Regions from separate parts of the Sus scrofa genome. Here region 2 is linked to region 1. The links are chromatin contacts, called in public promoter capture Hi-C maps. All regions are on one chromosome and are shown on one strand. Each heading gives the region's core, a stretch centred on a gene start, on an enhancer-like site or on the middle of the called end of the contact. The rest is flanking DNA. Distances are from core to core; before and after follow the strand shown. Region 1 holds the start of PDCD10 (programmed cell death 10). Region 2 holds the start of GOLIM4 (Golgi integral membrane protein 4).

What was found. Promoter capture Hi-C pulls out the DNA fragments that hold promoters and counts their contacts.
Region 2: a contact with region 1 is called in a promoter capture Hi-C map of liver, with 5 times the contacts expected there. The contact joins the promoter of GOLIM4 here to the promoter of PDCD10 in region 1. A contact is called at or near these places in 2 of 5 promoter capture datasets (fetal liver and liver) and 1 of 2 datasets of contacts at active chromatin or transcription factors (alveolar macrophages).

The regions. Positions count from the first base shown.
Region 1 is chr13:106,557,552-106,562,862 of Sscrofa11.1, reverse strand. It overlaps PDCD10 (programmed cell death 10), which reads left to right and starts at 3,989. Exons shown (of 8, transcript NM_001139473.2): 1 at 3,989-4,052. SERPINI1 (neuroserpin) reads right to left here and starts at 3,537. Exons shown (of 9, transcript XM_001926040.7): 1 at 3,031-3,537.
Region 2 is chr13:106,891,767-106,897,662 of Sscrofa11.1, reverse strand. It overlaps GOLIM4 (Golgi integral membrane protein 4), which reads left to right and starts at 2,454. Exons shown (of 16, transcript XM_005669985.3): 1 at 2,454-3,296. The coding sequence starts at 3,110.

The DNA of each region.
Region 1 (5,311 bases), core at 2,740-5,239:
GGTTCTTGCTCATATTTAGTGTCTTATTCAAGTATCTCTGTTATTAAGGGGGAAAATATTAGTTTTTACTTTTTAAAATTACGTCCAAATAATACTAAGTTTCATTTAAAAGTGAATGTATCCATGCAGGATATTTTCTATTTTGCTTCAATCACCCATGATTATTCAAAACCTAATGAATTAATGTCATTCTGACTCCAGCTAAAATGATAATATAGGAAAATACTGTCTCCCACTATGGGTATAGGCCTCTAGAAATTAATAATGGGGGGGAAGGTCATGAAATCACGCATTCAATGACAACAACAAAAAAGATCAAATCTCTTTTCTTTCTTGCTAAGGGTATGCTTCTCAAATAGTTTTCTTCATATCTTTCCCACTTTGTATGCCACCTCCCACTTTGCACCAAAACCATTTGATCTTGAACCTTTAAATCTCAGTCTTTTGTGCTGCATGCATCAGTGAATCCTCCTGTTAGCATGAGAAATCCATGCTACTCAATTATTTTTACTCAACAGGCTTAGAGTTAGAATTTTAAATTAAAAAAAAAAGTCCATAGTATATTGTAATTTGAAATTAACCAAGTTTTTGGGCTAAATGACATTAATTCCATGAGCATCTTCAACTCAAGAGACATTCTGCACTCCACTGGTTTTTCTTTCTCATCACATATATACTCTGATAGCCATACACAAATAGTAAAAATCAAGAGGAGAATAACATGTTTTAACCAAGATAGTGCTTCACATAAAATTATAAACTCATCTGATGAGACTTCTCAACACCAGTCACATATAAGAAGTCTTCAGATTATCTGAGATTTAATGTGAACAATTTGAAATGTGTCAAGAGTTCAAGGTAACAAACACTCAAGTGCCACTGATTGCCAATGATTTTCTTCCTTATAAAAACATGATTTGCTTACTCCCAAATGACATAGGAACACAGTCTCTTTCACTGACACAATAAAAAAGATCCAAATCTTGGAAACAGGTGAAAAATCCAGTACTTTAACGTCATAGACTCATTAATTTAGTGAGATTCTACTGTTTTTGATACTTCAAAGCAAAAGACCTTAAATAGTTGGGATCCAAAGTACATCTGAATTTTGATATATATTTTCCATCTTATGTACTTGATTATTAACTGATTCTCAACCAAGTCCTTTCAAAAAAATCTTTTGATACAGGCTCTGAAAGAATTTCATTGCCAGTATTACTCTTTATTATTATTATTATTACATGGGGAAATAACCCAGTGACAGCAATTATTCAATTTCATAAAATGAATCAATAGCAGAGCCTGAGAGAGAATCTAAGACTCTGATTCAGAATAATCTACATAATCAGAAATAACAGCAAACACAATCTTTTCCAAGCCTAACTACCCCCTAATACCCATTTTCCTCCCTAAAATCACTTTCAAGGGGTCATATCAGCTACACGGATTAAGAAACTCTCTTGTGATGTAGCAAATCCTTACCATGGCTGCTAAGTTTTGTGGCTACTGTTGCTTTTCCTTTTCTTAAACTCTTTCCTGCTTCTAATACTTACCGGATCTACTTGAGTGCAATCTAAAAGCAGCTGTTTTTCTAAGATTTGTCCCTTTATATATTTCTCTGGTGTGTGAGAGCATGGGAGGTGATGTTGGAGCATACAGATTCACAAGTCAGGCTATATCAGTAGTAGCACTCAATAGGATTGAACTTTAAGCTATGAAGAGAATTCTTTCTAGCTATTTCTTTTCAAAGAGGAATTCTGTATGCATTACAGAAATAAAATCCAAAAGTCATGAGCAAATCAGTAAACATGAAAACAAAAAAAGACAGTAATTTTATTGACCCTAGTTCAAAGAAACCCAGATTAACATGTTCAGGCAGACTCTGAAATATACAACTGTCACAATGAAAGCATTTCAGAGCAAAATGTGCTGCAATATGCTACTATGATTAAAAGCCATGTAATCGGGGGAACCTCTGTAACAAAAAGAAAAAGAAAATGAACTAGGCAAATAGCTTTTCAGACTTTTCTAAAAAGATAGGCTGTAATTTTGTCATAGTTACACAAGGGTAGATGGGACTTTCATCTTTACCTAATATTAAAACATATTTTCATCTACGTATTTAATTATATTCAAAGAAATCACACATGGTTTAATACTGAGAATAAACTATTATTCTGATACTATTACATGTGTTTTAAGTCTGAACCCATAGTAACACACACTAAAGGAAATCATTTAGCACATACTCTCTAAATAGAAAAGATCCTTGCAGCTTTTCTTGTACTTTTGGCTTTTTTTTTTTTTTTATGTACAAATATCACCAGACACAAATGAGAGAATAAGGAGCAGCAATGAAGTACATACACCATATGTTCCCACTGTAGGCTGAGTCCCGGTCTTTGTTCCGATATTCTAGAGCCACTAGATGGAAAGCTAAGTACCCCTTTATTAAAACACATTTTTACATTATCGCTGGCAAAAGTTATACTTCTGCTAGGTTCCGTCGTCTTGATTATTCCTGACGATATTTGCTTCTTTAACAGAGATCTCTTTCAATTCTAGGAACCTGCAGTATAACCGCCCTGGAAAACAGGTCGGTAGCAGGACAATCTGATAAAACAATGTAAGGGGTAGATAGTGAAGAAGAATGCAAAGTTATTTTCCTAGTGAAAGAGTTCTGAAGTAATTTTATATCAATGACATTTTTTTTTAACCGGCTACGCACCTATCTAAATATCACCCTGTCCTAAATTAGTAGGGTTTCCTCAATCTTAAAATCTTCCAGAACAGTTTTAACGGTACAACTGAAACCAAAAACACTAACCACGCCCTTTATACCCAGAGTCAAACCACCTTTTGCTTTTTATCCTCTCTCCAAGTCCAAACATGTACATCTTTCACCTAAAAGGGTTTGCACCAGTTTCCTAACCCGAGTGAGAGACTCTTAGCTGTGCCTTGATATTATTCCTATTGGGAGACGCTTTCTCCCAGGCAGAGCAGACGCCCAGAAGTGGCACCCACGCTTACCTCCCACACACCTGCAACCCCTGGCGGGATGCTGGAGCTAAGGCTCCGAGGACTGCGCTCCGCTCCTGTTCCTGCTCTCCTCTCTCCCGGGAAACTACAGTCCAGGCTGCGCCTTCGGCTGCTACAGGGACCCAAGCTCCGCCTCTCCCTCCTCTAGTTGGCGAATTCAGCAGCTGTTGCTCCTCCCCCGGCTGTTCCGCCTGCTGCCCGGTTGGAGGCGGCGGGAAGCTGCTGCCCTGGTACCTTCGCGCTCCTAGCACTTCTGCAGCTGTCCTATCGCTTTCCTTCCCCGGGGACCCTTCTCCCTTCACTCAGTGGCTTGACACCTGGCACAGGGCTTCCCGCCCCGTCCCGACACCTACGCGAGGAGCCCGGGCTCGACCTATCCCTGACTGACCAGCAGGTCTGGCCGCCCGGTGTGCCTGGTTCTTGGCCGCTTTGGGGGAAACTGCTCCTCTAGCTAGGGCGCATCCTCACACCGCGTCCTCGCTCCACCAGGGCGATTTCTCCCCCCCCCCCCCCGGCTTCCTCTCAGGTTCCACAGCTCAGGCGCCCCATATTCCCCATTCGGAGCTCTTCCCCCGCCCCCATTCCTTCCTGGGCTCCGCTAGCCCGCCCCCACAATGGGTGAGTTGACTGCGGGGCCGACCCTGCATCCTGATTGGCGCAGGTGAGACCTGACCCCTCCCTTCCTCTTCTTTCATTTCACCCTCTCTCTTCTTCTCACCTCCTCCAGCAAAGGCAGGGAACTCTATTACTATTGGTTGAAACTGTCTCCACCCATCACCTTAGGCTCTACCGCAGGGCCTGACGGGAGTTGTAGTCTCTTATGTGCAGGAACTGCCGACGAAGCCCGCGAGTGGGACTACGAGTCCCCACAAACCCCTGCGCGACTCCGGCTGGGCAGGATTCCGGACAACGCCTGGTTCCTCTCGGGTCCTTCCGGCGTCGCCGGAGTGAATTGATCCGGGAGTTGAAGAGGGCTCCAAAGGTGGGAAGTGAAGTCAGTCCCTCAGTTGCCGGTAAGGTGAGGCTGTTCTGTCCCAGTCCCCATAGCGCCGCGCGGAGCAGAAGAGGTCTAGGGTCACACGGGAGCCGTGGCTGAGGCCCTTGGGCTTGGTTCTGGCAGGCGGAGCGGACGGGGCTGGGAACCGGGCCCTATGGGCGTAAGCGAGGTTACCCTACGCGAGTGGCGTAAAGCGGGTTTGTAAATGCCGCCTGCCCTGCTCGGGCCCGAGCGCCTCCAGGAAGTCTTCTCTAGGTGGGGGCGGGAGGGGAAGGGCGAAGTTGGCCTCTGGTGCCCCCGGAGAAGGGAGAAGGCGGATGTGCCTGGGGTGGGGTCCTCTGAAGATGTGGCTTGGGGTGAGGAGGTAAGGGTTTTCCCCCTGCTTTAGAAGTAGGATAGAGAAAAGAGCAGAGAAAGGAAGGGGCGATTGGAGTCTGCTTTTGAGGTGACTCGGGTTGTGTCCTTCGAGGGAAGAGGAGAACTGTAGAAGGAAGAGTCAGATGTTGACAGAGATCTACTGATTCAGTTCCAGTTTCATGATGTCCCTCTAAGGAGGTAATTTTGCCCCATGTAGTAAAGATTAACACTATTACACCTTTACTGTTTTCAAAGGCCATTCACAGTGCTAATGAGGAAACTGAGGGGATAAATGACGTGCCCAAGGACGCACAAGTAGGGACTGATCTTCTGAATCTAATCCAGTTGTAATCCAGCTTCTGAATCAGAGCCACCGCACCAGACTGAAAGTGTAGGAAGGTTTTGTTTTTTGAAGAGGGTGGAGGAAGTTGCAAAGTAATGCATTTTAGGTATGTCTAAGAACCTCTCTGTGAGGTGAAGAAGGTGTTTTTTTGTTTTTGTTTTTGTTTTTTTGAGCTGGGAAGAAATTTCTCAATAAAAAAAAGCATGCACTCTGACCTTTAGGAAAAATAAGGAGAATCAGTTTCAATTTACCTAGTTTGCTTGTTTTTTGTGGTTTTTTTTAGGGGTTTATTAAGTGACTCTGCTACCATTTTAAAGGATAGATAAATGGGATGGGGAAAGTCAGATAACAGTATGTCTCATCCTTACAGGTGAAAGACACCCCTTTCCCTTCCTACCATAGGACCGTTTTTACTGTTTTCGCTGTCAACTGAGAGCAATGGGATTGGAATTCTTTCATGAAACTTATTTTACATTTTTACAGCACTGAGAAAGATTTTAGTGAGCTTATTACTAGGAAAGAAGATACATTGCTTTTTTGGAGGTAACATCACATTTTGTTGTGTTGATTTTGAT
Region 2 (5,896 bases), core at 1,205-3,704, 340 kb before region 1:
ATATTGTTAAATATATGGCTTATGGAAATATTAATATATAATACTATTTTTTAAATGCTGTTTTTAAAGTTAAAATAGAACAAAGGACCTAGCAAGACCAGTATGAATAGCTCATCTATTGCAAGCTCTACCCAAAGGCAATGTTATGTAAATTCAATTTATAGGCCTTGGATAACTTCCTCAATGTTGGCCTTTGAAAAGCTCTATACTGATATTTTCAAGAAACTGGCAGCATACTTCACCTTGGGAAAGTAATACTATAAAGACACTGCCATTAGTGATTTTATGTACTTCTACATATCCTTCTTGAATTTGAAATAATGGATAAGTTCAGGTAATAATTTTTGTTCTCTTTCAAATTTTATGACTAAAATATTGAGTTGTGTTTTATGACCTACATTTATTATATTCTGTAGAGTCAGCCAGCAGCTTTAGGCAAAGAATACCTTTGGAGTTTGATGGGAAGGAATCAGAAGTTTAAAATGAGTAATCATGTATTCTGGAAGCATAGGAATTTTCCAAAGATTCTGAAAAACAACCAAATACTACACACTGTGTAATAGAGAAGTAATAATTTTCCAACTCTATATACAATTTTTTTTCTTTTGTGGCTAGGATAATTATCTATTCATGTATACGCCAGGACTGTTGCTATAAAACTTAATTTCTTCCAGAGCAGTTTTGGCAGATTTTTTGGAGGAAGAATTTGTTTAGCAAAATATACACTGACAGCAGTAAGGAATTTTTAGTTATGAGGAATTCTGACAAGGTTGCAGGAATTATTCAGTCTCAAGAGTCACGCTGAAAGAGTAAAATTTAAACAGTGGTAGATTCAATAATCAAGGCTACACTGTATTTGCAAGACAGATTAGAACATTAAAACTTTCTTTTTCTCTATAAATTAGGTTATTTTAATGGACCAGATATAATTTCCTAATATAACTTTCTTTATTTTATAAGAGAAAGAGATGGAAAAATCAGGATTCTGGATTATAACCTTGTCGTACTCCTAGCTTTCTAGAAGGTCCTAGGGTTATCACAGTGCATTGATAAACTTTGCTTTTTATATTTACTAATATGTGAACCTAATACTTAATCTGGTTGTGATAAGTTAGATAGTATATTAGTAAATGAAAGCATTTAAAAAACAATGTGAGTTATCACTTATTAGAAAAAAGCACATGCCAGACACACTTAGTTTTCATGGTAGTATAAATGCCCCAGGCTAGCCAGGTTGTAAAATTCGGTTCATTTTATGGCTTTTAGTATCAGAGTCCATCTAAAAAATTCTGCACAAGGGGCTGCCTTTATGTTATTTTTGTGACTGAACAGAGCTAACCTCATTTTGAGTGCTTGCCATTAGTGATGACTAAAATCGGTTTAGAATATCTTTAAAATTATGCAGTATGCGATAAATTCCATGACACTATTGAGGATTTAAGAAATAATTTACTTTTCTAGAATTTAGGTCAGGAGCAGAAACAACATTATCATTTATGCATAACCTTGAATTTTTTCCCTTAAGTATACAGAAAAAATGCACTATGTATTTTCTTTGAAGAGGTTTGTAGTTTTTATGCTTATTTTACTTGTTTTTACATAGGAAACTTTCGCTGGCCTTTAAAATGTAATTTAGCAATATACCTGATGTATTTTTGCATCAAAAATAAATAAAATACATATAAACAACAAATACATATGACAAAATGAAGGCATGGCCATTTCAGCCTGTAAGACTTGTTTTTTAAATTACTCTATTTGCAGCCAAGGGAAAAATATGAGATCATTTCTTTCCCCTCTGCCAAAGGCAAGCTGATTTCCCCAACCCACGTGTACAGTTAAGCAGTGTGTCTAGAGTGCTAGCGCGTTCAAATCTCAGGACTCCTGTCCTGCCATCTGTGGGCACACACGCATCCACATTAGTACACTGAACCCGGCACGACTCAGTAGGTACAGGCATCTCCGACTCACTACCAAAACTGTGCTGACGATGTAGCTATCTCGTGTGCCTGCCCACTGAATATGGACAGAAAAGGGTGCTCGGCAGAGGGTGCACAGTTGTTTCCATCCATTCTCTCCCACTTCAGATACTGTACTCCTCTCCCCAAGTGCGTTCCGAGTGAGGAATCACAAATACACATGTTCCCGTGCGCACACACACGTGCGCACCATCTCTCCCAGCCGCAAGCCGGGACTCGTGTCCCGCGCAGCCGACTTCCCACGGCTGGCCCCGCCGCCTCCCCCCACCACCCGCACTCCACGTGGGCGCACTAAGGCGCCAAGCGACCTCGCGGCCCAAGGAGCCCCGTGCTCTACCCGGCGCCGGAGGGAAGGCGAGGTCCTGGGGTCGGACGGACAAAGCGGGCGTCCAATCGAGCCCGGCATTGCCTCCCCGAAGGGAGGGAACGGCGGCTCTGACGGGCCCAATGAACGGGGAGCCCGAGTGGGACTTCCTCCCGGAATCCCGTTGGCCAGAATTGCAGGGCCGTGGGTGACACGTAAGTTGGGTGGGAGGTGGCGGCGGCCGAGGCTCGGCAGCCCCATCAGTGACACCGGCCCGCCTTCCCCCAAACCCGGCTGGGGCAGCCTGCCCCCTCCCAGCTACTCACCCCTGCGCGCCGCGCGCCGAAACGCTCCTTTTGTTGTTGCCCCTCCTTTTGGTGGCAACAAAGTCGCGCAGTGGGAGCTGCTGCAAGCGGGCGGGGAGCGGCCGGGGCGGGACTCTGAGCTCTGCCCGGGGCAGCCGGGCCAAAAAGTGGGGAGGAGAGAAAAAGGCAGGCGGCGTCTGGGGACCGCGCGAGGACAGCCCGCTCAGAAGTATGCGGAGGGCCCCCTCCCGGGCCTCGGCACTCGCGGAAAGCCAGCCTCGCAAAAGTTTGGCAGCTACGGCTGCCGTGGCGGCGTCGATGGCTGCGCGCCCCGCGGCGCGAGGAGGCTGAGCGGGCGCCACTTCCCCTCCAGCCCCGCTTTTGTGTCTCGAGTCTCCTCCTCATGCTGCGTCCAGCCACCTCCTGCGGCGGCCGCTGCTGAGGCGCTCGCTCGGACGGGCAGAGGGGCGGAAGGGACAGCGGCGGCGGGGACGGCCGCGGCGCAGAGTCCCGGCGGGACTATGGGAAACGGGATGTGCTCCCGAAAGCAGAAGCGGATCTTCCAGACGCTGCTGTTGCTGACCGTGGTGTTTGGCTTTCTCTATGGCGCGATGCTCTACTATGAGCTGCAGACGCAGCTGCGGAAAGCCGAGGCGGTGGCGCTCAAGTACCAGCAGCACCAGGAGTCCCTTTCTGCCCAGTTACAAGGTACGGTTAACGGGACGCGCGCGGCCGGTGGCCAACTTTGCCCCGCGCCTCCCGCCCCGGCTGGAAAAGTGGCTTTGGTGAGCCGTTGGCACTGTGGGCGCCACCTCTGACCTTCAGGGACATCAGAAGCCAGGGCCGCAGGACCCCGGAGTGTCAGAGATGACAAATCGCCACCCTGCCTCTTCTTCAGGCAGTTACATTAGAAATTGGCAGCAACAACCCTGTCCCACAGGGCTTTGGATGGGCGGGTACACAATGAATGTTTTACCCCAGCACTTGTCAAAGGCCCAGCTGCAATCTGGGCATACAAACCAAGACCCCTGCCTAGTCTCCTGCCAGCCCATCCCAGAGGGACAGGGTTTCCTGGTTTCTAGGTATTTGCTTTCCAGTTGACTTTGTTAGTAACCTAAGAAATGGGGAGTTTGGCAGCACAGTTTGAAAAACACTGTGCTGTTTTTTCAAGGGAAATTAAGCCATGATCCGGGGTCCAAACTAATGGCCCAGTCGAATGGAGCCTAGACCTGCTGGTTTCTCATTTCTTTTAACTCAGTAGTGTGACTTTAGAGATGTTGGATGTGTTGAAAAAGTTCACTATCTTGCATTTATGTTTTTGGAAAAAGAAAAAAAAGGTTTATTTGTCTTCCTGAATAACTTATTTTGTCCTAGAGAGGTAAGTAGGGGTGTGTGTGTGTGTTTTACAGTTAGCCTTGAGAAGCCCAAGAGGAGGAACATGGTGTTTCACTTTGCCAGACATACAGCAAACACAGTGTGACAAGATCTGCAGAAAGACTTAAAGCTCCTATCCCTCTATTTTAGAATCCCATTTAATGTAAATTTCAGGAACATAAATGATGCATGACGGCAAAGTAAGCACTATATGTGCTTCCTAAGAGCAGAATCATCTTGTACATATTTTTGAAAGCTTTTTCTTGTACTTGTGGTTAGTTTTCAACACTTAATGCAGCCCTCTCCCCAATCAAAAAAAGTAATAATAAAGAGCTGTGAGTAGTGAAATGTTGACAGTATTTGCTGATAATGCAAATACAGCTTATGTCATATTACTAGGAAGATACAAGCTGGATGGATGTTTCTGTCAGTGTATACTTTTACAAATATAAAGCAGATGCCTTTTTGTCACTTTAGCTACTTCGAATGTTTTCTAGTAAAAAAAAAAATATGAGAGAAAATGACACACAGCTGATTCTTGGTCTTATTTGCTCTTCCCATCTTAGAAGGGAAGTATTTTTAGCTTACTAAAGCTGTGTAGCTACAGGCAGTGAAAATATGTGAACTGGTCTTGGCTTGAAAGGAAAACCTGTTTCGATTCAGGCTTAGGATAAAATTTTTTTTCCTTAAAATTTTTGAAATTTACCCATAAGTTAAAATTTTTCTTTTAAATTTGTTGGCATTTGCTCACGAGTTACTGTTGGTATGCAAAGTATGGCTTTTTATTTACTTGTTAATTAGAAGACACCAGTGGGTTCCCTGTGAAGTTCGGAGCTATTAGACCAAGGAGAAAACTTGCTGTGCAATAACAGTACAATGGCAGGACAGGATTTTCTCACATGTGGCGGGAAGGGTGTATATAGTGGATCACACCAGGTTGGTGCCTTGTTCTCTTAGTTTAGGAGATTCAGAGCAGTGCTGTTACATCTACCAGTATGCTACCCTCCGCACTGCATAGTGCCTGACACATAGGAGGGGGGGGTGAATGTATATATTTATTCAGTCAACAAACAAAATTGAACTGCGGTGAGAAAATTAATCTCAAGCACTTTTGTCTGCTTTCTCAGACTTCACTTCCCTGTCTCTGGTTGTTGAAAAAAACAAAGTAATAACAGTGACATAGTTTGCCCAGGTAGCACATTGCCTCAGCTCCCAGTGCTAGAACTCATTGACTGTGGTCATGATTTCTGAGTCATGGCCTTTTATTAACAATTTTCCATTTAGAAAGTCAATCTCAGCATCTTTCTCCTTTTATTTGCCTTCGTCTGGTGGTGGTAGTGGGGGAGAGGAGTGGTAAGTGGTAATACAAAACCATTAAAATATGCCACATTTACTTTGCAGCAGGAGACGGAAAAGTGTTGCAGCTAGTTTGAGTGGCCGTACAGTCCATTTCTTAATTTACTCTTTTGCCATTTCCTCTTGAATTGTGGTGCTGCAACAATTACACTCTGATTATGGGTGAGGAATTATTTCTCAAGCAAGTTAGAGTTTCTTCTTTCTTTACAACTCTTTTTTTCACAATTGACTTCTATTCTGTAGCATTTATTTTGGATTTCACATCTGCAGGTCATTTAATGAAGATTTTCTGACGGTATGCAGCTTTTGCTTCCCTTTCCCAATGACAAATGACATTTTACTCGGTAGCACTATGTGCCACCTGCATAAATTTGTTTTTAGGACATCAGACTCTCCATTCTTAAGACTTGTTTAGTTACCTTATATCTCTTGACCCGGCTTGGATTAAAATCAGAGTTAATTATGAGTGGCCTTCTTTTAAAAAAACGCCTCTTGAAAAACTTTAGTTTGGCTGTGTAATCTGCAAGTATACGTTTGTTAAATGAGCATATTTAGGTCATCTTCAGTTTAATAACGGG